Linked DNA regions of Drosophila melanogaster: region 2 is linked to region 1. A link is a contact called in public Hi-C data. All regions are on one chromosome and are shown on one strand. The core of a region is the stretch at or near the end of the contact, and the rest is flanking DNA. Distances in the headings are between cores, read along the strand shown. Region 1 holds the start of fng (fringe). Region 2 holds the start of skd (skuld).

The links. Hi-C and Micro-C count contacts between places; a contact is called where the count stands out from the background.
Region 2: a Hi-C map of the S2 cell line shows a contact between it and region 1, with 5 times the contacts expected there. A contact is called at or near these places in 22 of 107 Hi-C or Micro-C datasets (the D17-c3 cell line, the Kc167 cell line, the ML-DmBG3-c2 cell line and 7 more) and 5 of 7 datasets of targeted methods (the Kc167 cell line and the S2 cell line).

What each region holds. Positions count from the first base shown.
Region 1 is chr3L:20,947,584-20,951,716 of dm6, reverse strand. fng (fringe) reads left to right here and starts at 2,205. Exons shown (of 7, transcript NM_079467.3): 1 at 2,205-2,547. The coding sequence starts at 2,416. It overlaps lncRNA:CR45243 (long non-coding RNA:CR45243), which reads left to right and starts at 934. Exons shown (of 1, transcript NR_125030.1): 1 at 934-1,358.
Region 2 is chr3L:21,025,082-21,029,214 of dm6, reverse strand. skd (skuld) reads left to right here and starts at 1,781. Exons shown (of 13, transcript NM_168879.3): 1 at 1,781-1,919; 2 at 3,667-4,133. Pdss2 (Decaprenyl diphosphate synthase subunit 2) reads right to left here and starts at 1,300. Exons shown (of 3, transcript NM_141020.4): 1 at 558-1,300; 2 at 310-499; 3 at 1-130. The coding sequence starts at 907. It also overlaps asRNA:CR45801.

The sequences.
Region 1 (4,133 bases), core at 956-3,455:
TTCAGAAAACATTTTTGTTGTGCTGCAAGCTGCATGCGAAGTTGTATGGTATTTTCAAAAGTGTTATTGAACAATTATTTTTTAATTTTTATGGAGATCTTAAAATGGTTTGGGATGTGTAAGTCCGAGTTGAGCACTGAGTCCGTGGCAACGCCTTCGGTTTACATTTTACAATCCTAACAAGGTTAGGCCGCCCGATAAACGGAGCTGCACTCGTTTGGTTATAAGGCTAGGTTGTGATCTGGGCTTTTCAGCTGAAGTTGCAGTTGAAGATGCAGTTGAAGTTGCAGCCGAAGTTGGAGGCTGGGGATCGGAACTTGGAACAGGCAGCTTGCAGCTGGAGGTGGCACATGCCTAACCGGCAACCAAGCTGCTATGCAAACACACACACACACACACACTTATACGGAGCGGAATGGTGGCCATGGCTACGAACTGTACATACGGAATTGCACATTAAAAATGAGCAATGGGAGTGGGCGGAATACGGAGGAATGGGAAGTGGGTTCCGAGGGTTTCGTGGCAAGCGGGCGGCTGATTCCAGCCGAGCGATGTCTTTTTCTGTGGCAGAACAAGGTTGGAATGGCCTGCGTCGCCGCTACCACCGTCTCTGCACCGGTAGAAAAATCATACTGACATAATAATAAACTAATAAAAATAATTAAAACACTGTGAAGGCCAATTGATTTTGCTTGCTCATTTGGGTACACACAATGGCCACTTAAGTTAAACAGTTTTAAAGCCCCTGGGTAATTGTCGATGGTTCTAAATTTATGCTAAGCTTTTGTATTTAAAGGGCTCAGTCTTAAATAATCTAAAACATTAAACTATTAAGGGTTGGATAGATTTTTCAGCTGACACAAGGCGATAAAAGTTTACATTTTTATGCTGTTCTCTTACCGAATTAAATACGAATTCACTATTTTCTTGCAGTGCTCCGCCGACTCTGCTTAATGCAATTCAGGCGAAAGGCGCACAAAGGGACAGCGAACAAGATGCCGAGTTGCTGATTGTGCGGGCAGCGCAGTCGACGCGGGCAGAGGTGTCCGCAAAAGCTTTTGTCGCCGCCACAAACATGGAATATGACAAGCTGGTGAGGAGTAGGATGGGATTCGGATTGGGATGGAATGGGATCGAGCTGAATGGGCTGAGAGCAGCAAGAGGAGGAGGAACGGGAAGATACTGCTGGATGGTGCCTGGCATGCAAAGCATTGTCAAGTGGGGAGCAGGCCAAGTGCTACACAAAAACCGAGCGACAAAGAAACGTCGCAGAACGCTGCCGACGCACGTGAGATGTGGATGCATTTGATGCACGGAGCGAGAAAGGGATGTAGAAATTAGTAGTTTGAAATTATTGTAAAAGAATTCTTCTGTTTGTATTTTTTAGTTAAATTAATTACTTATCCATAAATACACTGTCTAACTATTTCTAAGCCACTTAAAGGTATAATATAATCTGAAAAGACCTCTCTATTTGAAATAAAATTTCAATGGTAAATAGAGGAGCGGCTCTTGAATGTTTAAATAAAGTTTAATGCTTGCACTTTTTGTTCCAAGTGCATGATTTAAGAGTGTGTAGGCTTCCCTGTGTGGGCAGGGTAGGGAAGCCAGGCGAAAGAGCGATGGAGAGAGCGAGAGACAATGGCGACAATAAAAATGCGATCGCACAACATGCTCCACAGATAAGTTAACGCAAAGTGACAACGTACAACTTTTAATGGAATTGTCGTCGCCGACGGTGGGCGGTGGGGCGTGGCAGGGTAGTCAGGAGGGGAGTGGGGGTATATATGACATAGCCAAGAAGTCACCGCATTTGGAGCGCTGCCAAGTCAGTTGAACTATGTTTACTTTAAGGATACGGCCGCCACCTGGAAAAGGGACCTTCAAAGGCTGCCTTACACGATTCCGAATCCCCGATTCCGATCAGAAGTGGGCTGAGTGGGGGTCGACACACGAGCACATGAAAATTGCCTTCGGCAGCTACTGTGGCACAAGCTAAAGAGAGAGGATGAGAGCGAGCGCGATCGAAGAGAGAGCGCCAGCTGCTCCCATTGGAGCAGCTAACGTTTCCAATTGGACCAGCTCAAAGGGAATTCTCTCTCTCTCTTTCTCTCTCGCTACTCTCACCGCTTACTGGTCTTTCTGGTTTTTGTTTTGTTTACGATTTTCGCTGGAAGAAGAGAAGAGTAGATCGCGCTACCACAATCAGTTGCTTTTCAAGCTTGCCACAAGCAAGACGTCAGTGCGCGCGTGCTGCGATATCGAAATCGAAATAAACTTAAAAGATATCGTAATTTCAGAAATCGAGCAGAATTCATACGATCCAGGAAAAGAACCAGCTAATATTGGAATATAAAACCTACCCAGTGATCAAATCGGCGGTGCTTCAATGTGCGCGTAGTGGTCCGTAACCGTATGATGAGCCTGACTGTGCTCTCGCCACCGCAACGTTTTAAGCGAATCCTGCAAGCCATGATGTTAGCCGTCGCCGTCGTCTATATGACCCTACTGCTCTACCAGAGCGCCTACGGATATCCGGGCATCCAAGTGAGTTGCGAGTTCGAGTGGGCGACATAATCCAGCTTGCGTGGGTGTTGTTAGCGCTGCGAAACTGTCAAACGTGTGTGCTCCGCACTGATCTGCATAAGTTGCAAAGCTGCAAAGGCCAGGCAATTTGCATTATCCCCCTTTGATTCCGATCCCGATCGACGTCGACTCGTGCACTTTCATAAATCAACGCCGGCGACTTGAGTTTTGCAGCTGCGGCTTTGGCCGTTAAAAAAACCTTTTACGCCCTTGCCTTGCATATAAAACAGTTTCGGTGCTTGGCTTTTTGCGCTTTTATACCCTAATAGGGGGTATCATAATTGAACACAAATTTCGGCGAGGAAGCGTTTTAAAAGGATATACCCTACGATTGGTGATTGGATGGGGATCGGTATCACGGGGAATTCATTTGGAACTAAGGACTTGATTGCTTTAGAAATTGTGCAGAAGTTTATGTAGAGGTAGTGCCTAGCTTAGTGGTTTGTTTCAAAAATGGAAATATGATCCTGAATTTATTTGTTTTTTTTTTTTACAATTAAGCTTATATTTGATTGATTTAAGGACAAGAGAATGTAATTCTGTTAAAGTTGATGTTCAAAGATCGGCTCGCATTATCGAGACATTATTAAAATCCTAAAATCATACCATTAGGCACTTGGAATATATTTTTGAAAATCACCAATACTTTCCAATTCCCACAAGAGTATTCCCAGTTTCGATTACCGAAGATCCAGTCAACCGTTCCTGAATTTCTTGGTTTGCCGTCGGCAGAGCGTCGCCAAAGCTTTCAGTTGCCTGATTCCAGGGCCTGTCAGGGTTCTGAGCCCTGTCTGCTCTGCCCATTTATTATTGTTCTCTTCTTACTCTTGATTTTTGCATAAATTTTTGTGTAATAAAATATTGTGTGCTAATATTACCAAGGTGTGCGCTGCGAGGGGGGATCTCATGGAGGTGAATCTCAATGGACTCGTCCAGTGGAAAACCTTGTCAGTTGCATCACAGATAACAAATAGTTGAGGTCCGTGGGAATGGCCTTAGTTAGCCTCCTATTGCATTGCAAACACTTTTTGGCAGGGTTTTATGCGAACAGGCTATTTTTAGAACCCTTGAAATTCGAACTATGTGTCCACCTTCTAGGATTATCATATTTTAAAAACTTTAAATGAAACGACGCCATAAGAAAATAGTGCACATATTTTTAATCAGTTGCATATACAGATTCCTCAAAGTTTTCTTCCAACATTTCTTTATATAGTTCGATTTTTGTTAAATGAACCCTACTGCTGTAGTTATACCTTCAACTGTTACAGCTCCCTAACTAAGGCTTACAAATTTCATAATATTAGTGATTCGAGCCGCTGGCAATAGAGTTAAGAGCTCATAATTGAATCAGCTGCAGCATCCTCAAAAATATCCATGTAATCCCCTTGCCCTTCACCACCTTCCGGCTTCTCAATTTGCAACTCAATTGCCCAACTTCGAGGCTTCGAGGCGAGTTTGTGGAGGCTCCCCTGTAATGTTTTCGCATGCTGCTGCTAGTGTAATTAAAAACTTTATGTTGTTTTAATTCGGACAATGCTGTTGAC
Region 2 (4,133 bases), core at 532-3,031, 78 kb before region 1:
CCAGCTCCGCACTGGAATGGCCCAGAAGATAGTCGCCGGTCAGCAGGCCGATCTTGTTGCCAAACGACATGTCGTCGTAGGTGTCCACATCCTGCCCAGCCTGCGTGCTCGATTGCAGATTAACCACGCTCTAAAATGGGACCAAGTGTAAATATTTTTATAATCTATGAGGCATCAGCTCGACCAATGACATATTGATGTTCGTTTCTTGAGTTTCGTCAACTAAATTTGAGGAAAGTTAAACTCATTTGCATACAAACCACTTTCAGTTTACGAGTAACTTTCGAATGCATTTGATCAAAAACTTACATTGTGCACCAGATGAGATATCCGTATCATCTCGGTGACCTCGGCCAAAGCCCTTTGGGAGTGCAGCACTCCGGCACTCTTGTCCTGCTCCACGTCTGGAACACTGGGTGCATGTCCTGCGGCCTTGGACACCAGGAGCACTATCAATCCCCAGGCTTGCATCGTGTTCTTGCCATTGTAGAGCAGGTGCCTGAAGCGGAAGATTCACATAAATTTCAACGCCCTATAAGCCCTTCAGCACCACTCACTTGGCCGTCTTCATCAGCGGATGGGCGCTGCCCACCAGTTTGCGCAGGTGCAGCGCCACATTGGCGATCTCGTCGCTGAGCAGCCAGCGCAGACTGAGGAAGGATGTGGGATAGCCGACGATGCGCTCCGCCTCGCTGACCGCCCTATTCCAGTCGTGTCTCGGGGGCGGGGTCGTAACCTGTGGACTGGCATGCTTTCCACTGGTCGTCGTCGTCGAAGTCCAGCGCTGAGAAGTGAAAGTTTGCAGCGCAGGCGCAGCTTTGGCCACTTGGAGTGGCTGCAGTTCGACGGGAATCCTGCGTCGCATCTGTTGCATAATCCTTAACCCACTGGCGCGGTACATGGCCATTTTCTAGTTATTTTCGCCTACAACACGACTATTTTTTTCAATTGCTTGTATGAAAATCGCGTTTCTTAGCTCCGCTCAGTTAAATCGTTCGTCGAAAAGTGAAATCTTCGAGGTCCGTCGCTGCTTGCGTCTCTGCCGACGTCGCTGTCGGCGTCACCTGCTGCCTACGCTGCTTCTTCTTCTTCCCGGGCGGCCCACTTTTACAGTTGGTCGCTGCTCCGCTCTCAGGTGGCCGCCAAGCGTTCTGTTTGTTTTTATTGCCCCACGCAGTGTCATGGAATTCCGAGGAGGCGGCGCAGGGGGTGTGTAACGGCGGTCTTGAGCGGGAACAGGTTTTCGCACGGCAGCGCCGCTTCGGTGCACACTTTTTGGCCATGGGGAGTACGGTCACTCTTAGGGATGGGAACACAAGTGGCTGGTGTTAGCGATGCAATTGGATGCTAGTGGTGACAAAACACTTATTTGTTTCCATTTTAATAGATTACAAATTCTTCTATTGTACAATTTATTATAGTTTGTATTCACCTTTAAAAAAATTTGTTTTAAGAAGGATCAAACAATCAGTTGACGGAATTGATTCAAACAGAATAAAAATATCTTTTATTTTACACTTCATTCCAATCACTTTACGCATTCGCACCACTTAAACCATTTCATTAAAAGGTTTCTATAACCGTTATTAAATTAAATTTAAGAGATCCTTTATTTATTTATATATAAGATGTGTAATACCTTTGAAGACATAGAACAAATAATTTAAAAAATATACCATTCTAAATTAAGAAGTATTAATTTGTTGTATATTTTGAACTTCCCATTGTGAAGACTTAGTGTTCTGTGGTATTTATTAGTGCTTTTGTGCCACCTCTTTAGTAGTTTTCTGTCTGTGCTAGCTGGCAACACTGGCTCTGCCGCCGACGGCAAGTTTTCCCTCATATTTGTTGCGAATTGTTATAAAAATCGATCGCAGATTTTTCCGTATGCGAATGCGATAGATAAAGTGGCACAAAATGTAAAGATTCAAGACAAGTTTACATCGGTAGTCGGAAAGAACATCAAAAACGGCGATTAAAACGTAGAAAAGTGATCAAAAATGCAAATGCAAAAGCGATTGCCCGAGAAGTGAGAGGGTGTGCGTGTGTGCTGTATGCGTGTATGCGTGCAAGAGGTGCAGCAAATTAAATATAAATAATAATGCCCAAGTGCCGTTGTTTGACAAATAATTGTGGCGCAAAATCATTAAATGATTTTCAAGACGTGTTTAAGCATTGGCAGCGGAAATGTTTAATGGTTTTTAATTGCTCTAGCGGTCGCTGCCCCGGCGGTGTGCCTATGTAGTGTGTGTGTGATTGAAAGAAAGAGGTGGAAAAGGAGGAGAGTGTAAGAAAGAGGAATATGCAACAACTGTGCGATTTTAGTTATCGATGGCATTTTTTTCCGGCTATTTCGAGTGGCCGAAAGTAAAAATCAGAAAATTTGATGTGTACACACACATTACTGCCCAGAAACAGAGAAAACGGTGCGAAAGGAAAACTACGAAAGTGGTTGCTCTGCCATGTAGGTGTATGGTTGATGCGTGTGTGTGTGAGAGGAATGCTGCTGCCCGTCTATGTATCACGTTTCGCACTCTACATATTTGCGTGCGTGTGTGTGCTATGTAGTGTTGTATAGTGCATAATTTATGGAATTTCGGATTTCCTTCGAGTTTCGTTTTAGTTTGAGATTTTTCCCTTAATTTAATCGATCTATGTGCTCGGTCTCTCTCTGTCTGCCTCTCGCTCAAAATGGTTGCATCCCCAAGAGATGCACAAAGAGCGAGCGAGAGCGAGATAAACAGACGCCGACGCCACTAACGCACACGCACACCAATGCATATGCAGTTAGCTGGTAAAACTTGTTTTCTCCCTCTCTCCTCTCTCTCACTCTCTGCTCAGCAAAAAGAGCAAAAGCCGCTATTCGAATTCGGCCGCTACTCGCCCTCTTCTGCTCTCTCGCCACTCGCCGCTGGTACAACTACACTACATACTGGCTATATACCATATATATGGCCGATTCAAAGCTAGGCGAGCAAAATTTCCATTGTGTGTGGCGACCAGCGTTCGCAGTCGGTTCGAAAATTTCTGACTCGTCATTCGTGCGCAAAAAACACTAAATACAACGCAAGAAATTCAAGCCTGAGTAATAGATTAAATATTAATAAATATTTTGAGCTACTGTTGTTTTTCGAAACCAAAAAATAGTCGCAGCTTCGAGTTTTGTGTGTTCACAGTACGTGCGAGTGCATGTGTTGGTGTTTTCCTTGATTACTCATCTTGATTTGCGCTCTATAAATGTGTAGTTCTTTTTGATTAAACATAAATTGGTTGGGTTTGAATTCGAATACAGCCGAAAACTCTTACCTATTTTATTTTGTCTACATCAACGATTAACGAAAATCCAACGACTTTCATCGTCGTTTGTGTGTTTCTAGAAGTAAATGTGTGTGTGCGGTGTATACTCGCTGCCTGTGGCTGAAAAAAGTCAATTTCTGAGTCGCTCTCTCTCTCTGCTTGCTCTCTTTTTGCATGAATGAAACAGCGAATGAACGAACCCTTGTAATTGTGATCTAGATGTGTGTGTGTGATTGAGTGAGTGTAGCAACAAATAAGCAAGTTAAAACAATAAGAAAATTAACTAATAAATGCATCTCTTTCGGAAAAGAAAACATATGCCAAGCGGGAAAAATGTGTGCTCAAAGTCTAATTCTTCTTATATTCCAGCTTTAACCAACAACAACAAAAGCAACATGCTTAATTCTACAGTATGTGTGTTTCATTGCCAAAGCAACGTTTACGCTAACATACTCTCCCCAGAGAGCAGATAAATACAAAATACACATAATAAAAATCAAAACCAAACATCAAATAGCAAATTACAAACAAAATCTAACACCACAACAACAACCACAAAATATCGAAAGTAAAGAAACGAGACGAAAGAGAGCTCTTCATTATTTGTGTATCCGTGTGTGTCGTCTCTCTCGCGTGTGTGTCCGTGCCTATACCGTTGTGTGTGTGTGTGAGAGAGTATTGCTGTGTGCGTGCAGCAGAATCAATAATAAAAAATAAAAATCCAAAATAAAAAGAGCAGAAAAAGCAGCAAGCAAATGTGCAAAATACTACAGAGTATCAAAATCAACAACAAATAACAACACATCGGATAAATAACAATAATAGCAATACACTAT